Regions from separate parts of the Zea mays genome. Here region 2 is linked to region 1. Evidence: chromatin contacts called from public Hi-C data. All regions are on one chromosome and are shown on one strand. Each heading gives the region's core, a stretch centred on a gene start, on an enhancer-like site or on the middle of the called end of the contact. The rest is flanking DNA. Distances are from core to core; before and after follow the strand shown.

Evidence for each region. A called contact is a pair of places that touch in the nucleus more often than the background predicts.
Region 2: a Hi-C map of tassel shows a contact between it and region 1, with 2.9 times the contacts expected there. The contact joins the promoter of LOC103647213 here to the promoter of LOC100193804 in region 1. A contact is called at or near these places in 3 of 25 Hi-C or Micro-C datasets (ear, leaf and tassel).

What each region holds. Positions count from the first base shown.
Region 1 is chr2:163,172,598-163,179,707 of Zm-B73-REFERENCE-NAM-5.0, reverse strand. LOC100193804 (40S ribosomal protein S12) reads right to left here and starts at 2,966. Exons shown (of 4, transcript NM_001138888.2): 1 at 2,797-2,966; 2 at 1,466-1,757; 3 at 1,119-1,184; 4 at 820-1,022. The coding sequence starts at 2,801. The coding sequence ends at 963.
Region 2 is chr2:163,346,027-163,353,106 of Zm-B73-REFERENCE-NAM-5.0, reverse strand. LOC103647213 (protein FAR1-RELATED SEQUENCE 5) reads right to left here and starts at 5,064. Exons shown (of 2, transcript XM_008671789.4): 1 at 3,751-5,064; 2 at 3,266-3,665. The coding sequence starts at 4,959. The coding sequence ends at 3,504.

The sequences.
Region 1 (7,110 bases), core at 1,717-4,216:
CAATTACTTATTCCTGTCAGCCCCCGACAGGAATAAGCTTATCCCTGACATCTGACGCCTGTCGGCTTACCGCCGACGGGAATAAGCCATAAACCGACAAGAATTAGTAATTCCGGTCGGTTTATAGCTTATTCCCGTCGATTCTTAGCCGACGGGAAATAAGTGGATTCCTGTAGTGTTACCATTATTGTCTGCCTCCTTCACCTTCTGATACTTTCATTAAGTCACTTAGACACATACTCAACTAACTTCTTTAACTTCCCTGTAAGGGTTAATTTGGAAACTCAAACTCACTTCAGGTTTGGAGAGGGTCGAGAGAGAAATGTACTAATTTCCTCAATTCTATCAAGTTATGGAGGAGGTTTGAGTTTCCAAACTAACCAGTGACCCTACATTCCAACTATCCAAACCTGCCCTTGTTGTTTTACCAATCGATGATTGTGCGCGCCACTACCAAAACAGTCATTTGACACAGTCACAAATCACCACACGCAGTATTAGGCTTGCTCTTGGTCAGCTACTGTGTCACTGCCTCGCAACAGTTCTGGTCTGCTTTAACCATTTTGACACAACGTGGTCTCATTATTATGCTTTCATACCCAGTAATAAAGACTAGGTAAGTGGAAAGCTGCACTCGGCGCAAAGCGCATAAAGATTTGTCAAATCAAATAAGAAAAATAAGAGCAACCGCAACAGAGAGAGTATAAACATTATACACCATGGAACATGGATATAAACATAAAAAGGTAATGGGCTAATGGCAAAGCAAGAATAATCTCATCTCTTATCGATTTGAATTAAAACCAGATGACAACACCATAAACAAAACATTTAGAATTCCAAATTGCTCATATCCTCATGGGCTCTTGTAGTAAATTGTCCTAATCTCCTAGCAAGCCCAAGACGCAAGCATAATATTAAGCCCAGATCCAAATGTAGAGTATTACTGAAACGTGTTACATCTAGTGCGACTTGACATACTCCTGCACTATGTTAAGGCCCTCAGATTCTTCACCGTAGTCCTGGTAATTGAAATGAAACAGTGAAATGTCATGTTACTTGCCCTAAGGTAAACCAAAATAATTAATTTGTAGGAAAGTAAGGGATTGATATGCTACCTTGACAACGACACAGGAGCAGCCTACAACCTTCCTTGCCTTGCCCTCGGAGTCAATCTTGCAAAGCTGCAAGGAGTGAAAGTGGAGATTGTTACGATCAAGGCCAAAGTTCATATAAAAGAATACACAGCTAGTGAAGAATCAACACACAACTAAATGGATTAAAAATTAAATGTAAAAACTTGACATTTACAGAGAATACTATTTTTTCTCCGTTCAACGGAAGTTGGAGCATTGAGTTATAAAATGAATGTTAAAATAAGTAATCCAGTAACACTATCAAGGTAGCAACACTAAATACTATGTAAAAAGGAGCACAAGTTTTAGAGAAGGATAGTCTAACACACCCCAGCCCACTCGCCAAGAGTCTTAGCAGCAGGAACAGTGACAAGGTGAACATTGTGTTCAGCACAGAGCGCCTTCACCAGCTTGACATAATCTGGCTGGTCACAGTCCTCAGCAAGAACGCAAAGCTGAGCAGCATGCTTCTCAATGGCCTTGGCAGCCTCGCGAAGACCCTTCACAAGTCCATCATGAGCACTTGACTTCTTCATCACCAGCTGCAGCGCAGTCATCAAGTCCATTGGCTCTCCAAGAACTGGGGTTGGTGCCTCAACTGCAACTGGGGCCTCCTGATCACTGTCAAATAAGAACAATTTGGTGAATTGACAATGCAGGAACAAAATGCTTCAAGTATATCAAACAAATTTGCAATGCAAAGTCTATAAAAGTATCAACATATACTGCATACAGACAAAACATTTGGATACAACTTACAAGTAGTAGTCAGGTACTCCCGGCACCCTATTATAAGGTGTAACCACTTTTTATTCTAGTCCAATAATATAATGTGCTCTCTCTCTAGAGATGCGTATATCGATGCAGTAGTACTAGTGTTAATAGAGAGAATTTTATACATCTCTTGGTCTTTGAATTAGAGGTAGGTATGCCTTACATACTGGGACAGAGGGAGTATTGGGATAATCAATAAGCAAGAGGACATGGAGCTCATTTCTACAGTCTTTGATACAATGAGATTGGTACATACAAGGCGAATCAGCAGAAAACTAAACCTAACTACTAACCCATCTAGCCATCAAAACATCAGTTTGGTTTTGTCAGCCTGCTAGTTAGCATGCAAGCAAATGGAAGCTTGGATTGGACACTTTTCATCCAATAAGTTATGAACGCACTTTTTTGTATTGGAACAACGAAGGGGACAAAGAGTGCACACCTGATTTATTAGCAATTTAGCATAGATTCCGTACGAGGCCTGCGTCAAAAGGCTGACCCTAGAAGGCTAGAAGTCGACAACTCAACCCATATGACGCGGCAGGCGGCATTTCCAGGCTAGGCAGTTATGAACGCACTTGCAAAACAATCTAATTCAACAGAACACAATGCGTTTACGAAGTACGAACGCACTTGCAAAACAATCTAAGTCAACAGAATACAGTGCATTTATGAAGTACGACCCAGGACAGTAGATGTGCCCAATCATTCAAGATTGGAAGACCGCATAGTCATTTCATCACACAGTTCTCTACCCGCGACAGTTCCGAAAAACACGCATAGAGTACAACGATTATAGCCGCATACTAATCCGGAACTAAAATTTATTAACCAAACCAAGATTGCTGAAACAAGCAGGGGAAAAGGTATCGGTTGGGGTACTTACGCCATCTCCCGCGCTGTGAAGGGGTCCCTGGCCGGCTGCGAAGGGAGATCTGGAGCAGGCAAGCGAGAAGTCAGTAACGACTAGTGAGGGAAACGGGAGGAGTAAGAACAAAACGAGGGGAGCGCGCCGCCACCTGGAGCGAGGGAGAACCGGGTGGCTGCTAGGGTTTTGGAGAGAGAATGGGAGAAGGCGGAATTATAGTGCACGGCTGCCGGCTCGATGAACCGGGCCTCTGCGGGCTAAATGTCTAGCTGGGGCCTGTGGGCTTACTTCAGTAGTCCAAATGTTTTCATTGTTTCTTTACGTAAAACAAGATGTTCTCTATTTTTTTTCTTTATCTCTATCTATCTACTACTATAATGCACCGCTTTCAATAGTTGACGGTCGTCAGTTTTCATGCATCCCGCAAAATGGCGCGCGCGCTCCACGTCCCCGCCTCTCTCGCGTGTCATCCCACCTACGTCTGCGCTACCGACCATCGCATCCCTTGTTTGGTGTCTGCGTACCTGTCTCTCACGCGTCGCATCCCCTTCCGATGCATACACCATATTAGCGTGTATGGGTGTCGTCCTCCTGCTTCTCCCGCTTCGCCGCGAGCCCAGCATTGTAACCGCCACCGCCCGCGCCACCCCACGACCCGCTTCTGTCGCCCGTCCCACCGTTCGCGATCCCCTTATAAGAATGCCGTCACCACCTCCATGGCCTGATCTCCACAGAGGTTCCCCTCGGCCCCTCCTGAAGCGAAGAAATTTGAAATCTTGCCTTTATGAAACATAGGGCTTCCCTAGATTGCCATCACATAAATGAGCTTCGTTCAGACGCCATTATCAATCATAACACACACGCTAAAATGTCATTTTATAGCTTAATAAAGCAAATAAGGTTGAATATAATTTTGTGGACTATTTTACCTCAGATATGTGTGCCTCCGTGTTCTGCCGGTGGCGCTAGGGACGATGCCCTCTGCCTGCTCCGCATCCGAGGGGAGGGACGTGAGGGTGTGGAGGGGGCGACGGGGGAAGGGTGGCTTCGACAACGGGTGCCAGCACCGAAGGGAAGCCATGACGACCATGTTGACGAGCGTGTGCGCAACGCCGACATGCGTCACCAGCGGAAGCAGTGAGACAACGGCGAGCTGGAGGTCGCGTGCGCGACGCCGACATGCAGTGGCGGAGCCAGAGCCCAGCTTACCGGGGCAAGTGCCCAGGCTCACCTTTGCCGGTGTGCTCGTCGAATGCCTTTGTGCTAAGCTAACAGAATTGCTCCAGTGCCTCTAGTAAGGTTTACTGCATCTTCTCCTTTAAAAGCTCCAAGCCGAACAAAAGTGCCTCATATTCGGCTTGATTGTTAGTGCAATAAGTTTTCAATCGGCTAGAGAAGTCAAAGTAGACATTACTTGGTGAAACAAGCACGATGTCAATTCCTTGCCCTTCATTGCAAACTGATCCATCGAAATATAAAGTATAGGGAGTAACAGTGAGGTATGATATGTCTAGTTTATGAGTATCATTGATCCGATGTTCTACAAGAAAATCTGCTACGACCTGGCCTTTCATAGATTTCAATGGTTCATAGGCCAAGTCATACTCTATAAGTGCATAAGCCCATTTACCAATCCTACCACTCATAATCGGGTTTTGCAACATGTATTTAATCACATCGATTTAACTGGCAACAGTGCAATGACTAGACAGTAAATAACATCTACACTTGGTGCATGCATAAAATAGGCATAAGCATAACTTTTCGATAAAGTGTACCTTGTTTCAGCATCCACCAGCCTCCGACTTAGGTAGGTCACCACATGCTCCTTTCCTCCAGTCACTTGCGTCAGAACAGCCCCAATAACCTTATCTTCAGCTGCAATGTACAATCTGAATGGTACTCCTACTTGTGGTGCTTTTAATATGGGAGCCGAAGACAAATACTTTATGATGAGATCAAACGCTTCCTGTTGTTCTGCCCACAAGTGAATTCGGCATCATTTTTAAGCCGAATGATAGGGGTGAAGGCATCAATCTTCCCGACTAGGTTAGAAATAAACCTTCATGTTGGGGACTTGTTCTCAAATGCTATGAGTTAAGAACAAGGCAACACAAAATGTTAATGGTCAAAGACCTTCGTCCTTCGAAGCATTATCTCCCTTAGGACATAATGATCTTCAGACGAAGGTTATGAAAGACATACCTTCATCATCTCAATATGAAATAATGAAAGTAGAAACATATGAAACATGGAAGATAACATGAACAATCATATTAAATCGTCAGATTATTTATATTATCATTATCTAATCATGGGCAAACATTAATAATAGTAAATTACATTTGTACCTTCGGTTTGACAGAAGGTAAGAATCCAAGAACGACGTGCAAATGATTACAAGTCAGCGTGAACAGTACGGGGCACGGGACATAGCCCGGACAAAATTACATTCATGCCTTTGATAACTAATCATGACTATAACATAAACTATCAGGGACTATGCAGTATTTTCCTCTTTAAGTCGGTGCTACCCTTCGTCTCAAGTGTGTCATCATGCCGAAGCTCTTTCAGTTGTAGCTTCGACATACATCTTCATGTCACATTTGCTTGCTTGTTATCTTGTCGAAGGTGTTTTTGCTTAGAGGACCTTCGGCGAAGAAGAAGGCCCCCAACAGTAGCCCATTCGCGGTGCTAGATCGTTTTTCGTAACGAGCTCGATCCGCGAAAAATCTCAAAGGCTTCAGAATGTCGAAGGTCCGAAAAACACCTTCCCTGAGCTCGTTGCCGAGAAACGATTAAAATACTCCAAGCGTCGGGTGGTCCACCGTTCAGCGGATACAAGCGATCTGGTGGTTCACCTTCCAAGCGACGAGTGGTCCACCGTTCAGCGGGTAAGGGCGATTTGGCGGTTCACCTTCCAACCTGCAGCACTATATAAACAGACATGTTGGTGTAGAGTTACCACATCATTCATTGTCGTTGCACTGTTGTGCTGTTAAAAAAATTTAACCATAGTTGAAGCTTTTTCACTGCGCTCTCAAGCGAACACTTCATCATTTAGAGTTAACTTCGTCAAAAGAGTGAGCTTCGTCAAAACTACAAAAAAGAAACATCAACTTCGTAAAAGCCACAAAAAATCTATTAGATGGCTAGAGTGCGTTCGACTGTAAGGGTGACTCGTGAAGGAGAAGAGACTGAGGTCACCGAGACAACACCAATTTCCGAAGTCATGAAACAATCAGGTCTAGTTGTGACTGATGAAGGTACCCCTGTTACCGAAGTTGAACAGACTGTTGCTGAAGAAGAAGATATTGAAGAGGATGAAGAAGATTATAGTATTTTGATCCCATCAAAACCCAGCCATCTAGATTTTGAGAAATCTACTGTGTCTGAAGCTGACATGCCCATGATGATGAAGCTGGGCTACTTAGGGGAAGCTGAAAGGAAACTTGTCTGATTTGCCGGAGAAGAGACCACCCCAGCACCGAAGAATGATGAAGTAGTGGTTTTCAAGAGCTTTTTCAGAGTAGGACTGCGACTTCCTCTGAATGAGATGATAGGGTAAGTCTTGAAAAATTTCGAAATATATCTTCATCAGCTGACCCCTAACGCCATTGTTAGGCTTAGTGTCTTCATCTGGGCCCTCTGAAGCCAAGGGATGAGCCCAGATGCTGAAGCATTCTGTCGAGTGCACGAGTTGCACTACTAGACGAAGGCCAGGGAAGACGATCTTCATGAAATTTTTGGTTGCTACAATTTTGCATATCGCAAGGATACGAATGCTCTAGTTCTCAGTTATCGCACCAAATGGCCAACCAGCTGGAAAGGTGAATGGTTTTACATCAAGGCTGATGAGAAGAAGAGGGGGAAACTGATGACGATGGTCATGTGCCCGCTGTCCTTAAACTTCGAAATGACTAGGCCCCTGTGCAACATGCAGCTAAGGTCAGCATGCCAGCTGGCCGAGGTAGAATTCAGGGTAGTGGCTGAACAAATTGGCACCAGGAACTTGGTGCAGGAATACCTAGCCAACCAAACGTATCGAACGTCAAGTGACTGGGGGATGCCGAAGATGAAGGGAACAAAGAAGAAATATGAACTTGTTCAATTACCTTACCGCTTCAAATTTGAAAAACAGTTCAAGCAACCTTGCCAAGAATGGCTGGAAATGATTGAAACTATGTGTAATGAAATACTGGGAAACTATACCAAAAAGGAAGACCAATTGATGACAGCAGTCTTCGGCACCCGGTCGAAACGAAGGTTAAACCGGGTAATGGATGCTCTAAAATTTGAATACCCTGATTATGAGCAGCTTAGCAAGGGTGC
Region 2 (7,080 bases), core at 3,815-6,314, 170 kb before region 1:
TTCGAAGTCCTGAAGTTTCATCATGTGGATATAGATTGCATTATAGCGATCGATCCACTATCAAAGCTTTGTTCCACCAGAGCTCAGGTTCCACCTGGTGTTTTTGTACAGGAGATACATCATCCTAGTACTCCGCAAGACTCGAGAGAAGAGTGCAAGGTGATAGAGCATGAGATACTGCTTGTAGAAGAATATCCAACTAACTAGAGAGCACCCATCATCAAGTATATCAAGAATGAAGAAGAGCCAGACAAAAAAGCTGTAGTCGAGCGCCTTGCTATGCATTCTGCCAACCACACTCAGATCGGCAAAGACTTGGTGTGGGGCAGTGGGAGCCTTCATGAGATGCATTGATACATCTAGTGGCAGGCATCTGTTGAGGAAGATTCATGTGGGACAGTGTGGTGTTCATGCAACCTCATTAACGTTGGTTGGGAATGCTTTTAGAGAAGGGTTCTACTGGCCAACAACCAAGCAAGATGGAGCCGACTTGGTTTAGAGATGTGATGCATGCCAATTTTTAGCCAAACAACAACAATTGCCGACACAACAGTTGCAAACTATCCCAATCTCCTGATCCTTTGCATGCTGGGGATTGGACATGATTGGACAATTCAAGAAGGCTCAAGGAGGGTACACACACGTGTTGGTGGCCATCTACAAGTTCATGAGATGGAACGAATACAAACCAATCACATCGCTGACAACAACAAAGGTAATAGAGTTCCTTCAAGAAATTATATTTAGGTTTGGGATACCTAATAACATTATCACAGACCTAGGGTCCAACTTTATAGGGGCATAGTTCTTTGATTTCTGTGAGCATAAGTGTATCCTCCTCAAGTACGCTTCAGTAGCTCACCCGAGGGTCAATGGTCAAGTGGAGTGAGATAATGGCATGATCTTGGAGGCGTTGAGTAAGAAGGCTTTTTACAAGAACAAGAAGCTTGCAGGGAAATAGATCAAAGAGCTCCCATATGTCATTTGGAGCCTTAGGACTCTACCGAGCCAGGCACTCCAAGGCAACAATCCATTCTTCATGGTATAGGGGTCGGAAGCAATGCTACCTGCAGACTTGGTGTTCAGGGCACCAAGGTTGATGTTCAAGGATATAGTAGAAGCAGAGGCAACTCAACTCGAAGAAATTGATATGCTGGAAGAAGAACGACTGAACACGGTGATCCAGTCAGCTCGGTATCAGTAGACTTTGTGGCGTTATCACGATAGAGCAGTTCGTTTAGAGCTTTTTTAGTCGGAGACTTGGTGCTTCATAGGTTGCTGTCAGGAGAAGAATGACACAAGCTATCTCCTCCTTGGGAAGGGCCTACATCATCACGAAGGTCACTCGGTCAGGGTCCTATAGGTTGTCCACGTGCATGGAACTGTAGTCAGAAATTTGTGGAACATCGAGCACCTTCATAAGTTTTACCCCTAGAGATAGAGGTGTCACGATCTCGGAATGGCAACCTCAAACTAATACTCCAAAGCGTCATATTCAATAAAAAGTGTTCCCTATATAGCTTATAGTTGTATGCTTTGCATTGCTTTGTTTTCTTATTCTATCTACAACCAGTCACGGAGCAATCGGTTTAAGTCATAGGCCGACTTAAGCTGCTGTTACATGCTCACGCTTACGAAACAAGAGGGTGACTTCTAAATGCTATCAACGGAGCAATTAGTATGAGTCGTCACCGTGCTCATACCAGTGTCACATGCTCACGCTTACATAACTTAGGGTGACTTCTAAACCCTATCAACAGAGTAGTCAATATGAGTCGTCACCTGACTCTCACTGATGTTACATGCTCACGCTTATAGAACCTAGGGTAACTTCTAAACCCGACCAACAGAGCAATCGACCTAAACCATGAATTGGTCTATGTCGGTGATAAATTTTCATGCATACAAAGCGCAAGTGGAATCTAAGCCTTACAACTAACTTAGGTTGGTACAAAGCCTTGACATTGACAAAAGAAAATCCACTTAGGTGTTCTCATTATAGGAACGACAAGCATACAACAGCCTGAGAAAGGCATCAAATAGTTCACAACACAATACAACCAAAAGTTCTCAAACTAACATACTCCAGAACTAAGTATAGCTACTCTACATGGTGGGGGGAGATACTGGTTTATCTTGGGGGAGAGCTCCCTCACCTCTAGCCACATTAGACTCTAATTTTTGAGTTGTTTCTATCGTAATTTCTCTGTAAGCATCAATATTGGAGACCACTGTTTTTTACCGAACAACATGCTTCAGCCTGTCCATGGCTTTATCATAAGAAATTTGAACACCTTACAGTTGTTCTCAAGGACTTCACAGCCATATACTTTTTGGATTGGTCTTCTGACAAGCTACGTAGTATTTTGAGAGTAGACTTTGTGGAGGACAAAGTTTGGATATGTTCCTTCTGCTGAGTCACCTCACTCAACAAGCTTTGGATCTTCTCTTCTCGCTTATGCATTTCATCCTGCAGATTGGGACATATTATGTAGCGCTTCGACAAATGGAGTAGGCGAGCTGGAGTTCACAACAAGTTACCTCATGATTTTTCTTCTCCATGTCAAATTTCTGTCGTAGTGAAGCATTATTGGCCTCTCGGTCGCCATCAAGAGTTGTTTTAACCCGACGGAGGTCAGGCTCGTAGCGAATCTTAGTGTCTTCGAGTTTAGAAAATTTATCCGTAGAAGCTACAAGGCACCACATAGAATAAGCATGAAACTAATAAAGTTGAGAATGCAACAATGGCTATCTTACCGGCATTTTCTGTAGCATGAGAGGCCTCTAAGTCAGCCAACTGTTTGCAAAGCACTGCAACCTCAGATCCAAGCAGAGGAGAAAGCTTTTCATGAAGCATGGACGACTGCTCCTTCAACTTGCCCCAGCATCGAGAAGTGAAACAGCGAGTTGATATAGCATATCCTGCATAAGGTGTTAGTGAGTCGAGAATCAACCAACAAGGACAAGAAATAATAGGCAACAAAGACTCAAAGAGATTGCCTTGAAACTTATGAAGAAGCTTGAATCAGACACAGCCGATAGCAACTAGGTTTCTTTAGCAGCAGATTCAGGAGTTTTAGAAACAACATACATGAAAGGGACAATTGGACCTTACATTTCTTTATTCAGATTCAGATTCAGTGCCTTAGCCAAGGTAAGGCACCACGTACCTTGCCTTCTACAGCAAAAGGGACACAGCAGGAACCAGCTTACCAGCAGGAATACGTCTGGATCCCAAACAGGTTATGTTTGCACATAGTACAGCTTACCAACAGCACATGCAAACAGAACACAAACATACAGCTAATTTTGAAGGATGTTTATATAGCATTTGTTTCAGTTTCTTAAGCAATACATGGCATTCAGAAATTTACAATTACACCATTTGGGCATTGCCTGGCATACTAACTGTCATTCATCAGGCTACTCACAAAATACTATAGTTAGCCCACAAAATATTGTTGTTAGCTCTATCCAAAATACTATCCAATCAACTTGCAAATCTAGAACAGATCTTCATCATAAAAATTTTCATCATGACTAGCCATAGATGTTAGGAGCCTGGTAAAATCACCAATGACCCTGTACTCATGGAGGTCCACATTTGCTTCTTTGTTGCTGCTGTTATTCTCCACTTGTACATGTGGTGGTGCACCATCTTCTTTCTTTTGTTGTTGCCAACAAAATGCAACAAATTAGTTCAGAAGTGAGCGACAACATCAATATTAAAATATCAAGATTGCAGTATACCTTTGCTCCCTTTTTTGTTGGTACAGCAGATTTAGTCGCCTTGCGCTTCCCTTTGCGTAACTTCTCAATCCAACTTTTCTTTCTCTTTGAGCCTTTCAACTGAACCTCTTTTTTCTTAAGTTGTGCAGTGCCGAGCAAGTCATCTCTTTGTTGCATGTTTGGGCTAATATTTTCTTGGTCATTACATGGTTTTTCATTGGCAACACTAGATGGTGCATTGAGTTTATCCTCTACTTGTGGACCAAGGAGATCAAGTGCATTGTCTATTAGCAAACAACACTCTAGAGAAATGGCTGCTTTATATGCCATGTTGAGAAATTTATGAGACAAAGATCTGAGCCTAAGTTGAGCCTCCAACTTTGGATTTTCCACCACTTCCCTTCCTTGTCTATCCAGTATGCTTCCACTGCATGCTTCTCTAGTCCATCTTTTTAGGACATAATGTGTGGGTAACATTTTTATATTCATCAAATCAAGCACTTTCAGACCATGTGCACATAATATCCTCGTCCTATTAAACATTTGACAACTACAATCAGTTGTTTGGTTGAAAGGATTAGCTGTCACTATGCGCTCCTCTTCAAAACTTAAATCACCACTTAAATTACCAATAGTGACAGTATATTTGTTATCTCCATCCAACACTGTAGTGCATGCAGCCATGGATCTTTCATACTCAACTTGGAAAGCTTCAAAAATAACTGGAGTGTAAACATCGCTTGCTTGAATTAGCATAGGTGTGCACATCCGCCTTCTTGGTAGCTTCTTCCTTGCCTCAAATTCAGCCTCTAGTTCTCTAGCTCTTGTTTCTTCAACTGTCCTCTCAAAATGCTTCAAAAAACGGACAATATCAAAATCTGATTTCAAATGGTTCTTCAATGAACTGTTGAAGCTCTCACTTAGTTGTGTACTTCTCACTCCCAAACTAAAGACATCTCTCATATAGCATTCAGCCCATTTTTCTTTCACCTTGTATATACTATCTAGCCAAGTTTGCTTATGCACTTTAGATCTCATGCTGTCAAATGCTTCTTCAAATTCTATTTTGTCCTCATAGCGATACATGCAAGCACTAAAATCAGAGAGAATATGAGATTCTTTCTCTTGGCCCTTCACTGGAGATAAGTGTTTGACAACATTTTGCATGATGTGAAAGGTGCACAATCCATGATATGATTCCGTGAACACATTGGGTATAGCCTTTCCCATTGCTGCATCTTGATCAGTATAAATAGTTCTAGGTTGCCTATAATTATGGGCAGCTAGAAAGGTCTCAAAGAGCCATGTAAATGAGGCTTCTGTTTCATCAAAGAGAATTGCTCAACATGAAGAGAAAGGGAAGCTTAATCCGAAGTTTATTGAAATCTATGGCACATGGAATGCATGACATGCTACAGAAAAAACTATGGCACATGAAGAGAAAGGGAAGCTTGCTGAAATCTCAAATCTCAAATTGGTAAGCATTCAGTGAAGAGAAAGGGAAGCTTACTGAAATCGGAGGGTTGGGCTACTGGATCGACGACGCGCAGCACCGGGTCGAGGAGCGCGCAGGGGTACCAGGGCGGCGGCGCACAGGGCTCTCGGGCGGCGCGGCACAGGGCTCCCGCGCGGCAGGCAAGAACAAGCGCGCGAAACGCGGCAAAACGTGTGCCTGCGCGCGCTGCGAGTGAGGACCGCGTCCTGGCTCGGTATTAATTGGAGTCTCCTCTGTTGTTTTGCCTACACACGACAGGAGCCATTGGATCGTTGTTGGAGGGCAGATACGGAGGGGCAAGGTACGTGGTGCCTTACCTTGGCTAAGGCACTGAATCTGGATCCATCATGATCAGACTTGGTTGGTTCAATGTACCATGTACCAACTGTTTGTGAAGGAGTAGTACCTAGATTTTTAGCCATCGAGTCCTCAGTGATACTTGGTATGCTGACCTCCAAAGTGCCTAAAGTGACTTGCTGCGGTTCGACAGATGCCTCAACCGACACCCCAACATTTTCAATCTCGAGGGCTGGGGTCAAGTCGGGCTATGTAACGACAACCATTGCAATAGATGCCTCATCCCCTTCACTCTCGGGGGCTGGGGTTGAGTCGATTCGCGGCTCAGCCACTATTTCAGTCAGAAACTTAGACTCTTTGGCCTCTGATGCAGAAGCGGGGCCTACCTATGGCTTAGTAACCAGCTCGGCTATAGGAAGCATCACATCTCCAAGGATCAAATCTCCTCCCCCTCCACCTATACTTCATAGGAAGGAGCTGCTGATGCTTGTGGGCTCTCTGATGGCTCACCTGAGTGACTCTCAGCCACATCCACAACGTGGGTATCGGGTGATTTGGTCAAGGCATCTTCAGTAGAAATTTTGTCTAGAAAAGCATCAATTAATGACAAGTCTAAGCTTTAAAGCTTGGTCCGATGTTCTGGTAAGGCAAGCTTGACTGGATCATTCTATTGCCTTTGATCCTTTCTTGCGTCGAATAAGGGGGAGCACCTCTTCTTCTTCTTCTTCTTCTTATTCTTCCAATCCACTGGAGGAGTTGGGTCTTTAGTAGTGACCTTGCTAGCTAACCTCTTCTTCATCACCTTGTTTTGGCTTTTCTCAACTGTGGTTGATTTGGTTAGGGCAGACACAGGCTTTATGCTTGATAGACATCAGAGACTCTTCTTTTTCTCCTTGGGAGCCTCAACCTTTACCATAGGCTTACTGAAGCATCTACATTTTATATTCACTTGGCTTGCTGCCTTTTCCCTAGCAATGCTCAATTGCTCGAGGGCTTCACTACTTGCAGCAACATCTTGAAGCTCGAGGGCTCCCCCTTATGTGTGCTCGGAATAGTTTCAGCACCAAAACAACCAATAGAGCCCTTGATCACTATATGGGTCAATTTTCCCTCTTGTCCAGACACTGACTAGCTTCTATGATAGCATCCATTTCTTCATCGGTGAGCTGTGCATTTCTCTTGAAGACTCAGTTCTCTACACGTTGAGGGGGGTCGGACAAGAACTTGGGAATGTTACTCTGAACCAATAGAACATAACTATCAACATAAACATTGGTCGGGGGAGGATTCCATACAGAATAGGGCATAGAGCAACTTCATTACAAATATTTCCTTTCAACATCATATAAACTCGGGACAGAACATCTTCTTGTGTGATTTCTTAATCAGATATACTGGTAGGATCTTTGATTCCAGTGTACAAGAAGGTAGGGAAGACCCAATATTTCAAAGGTTGAATGTTGTGGTACACAAAGTCAATCACTACAACTTGAGCTATCAAACCACTCCCTAAATCATGGCAGTAACTTAGTGGATTCTAAGTCGGTTGGTCCTCTACC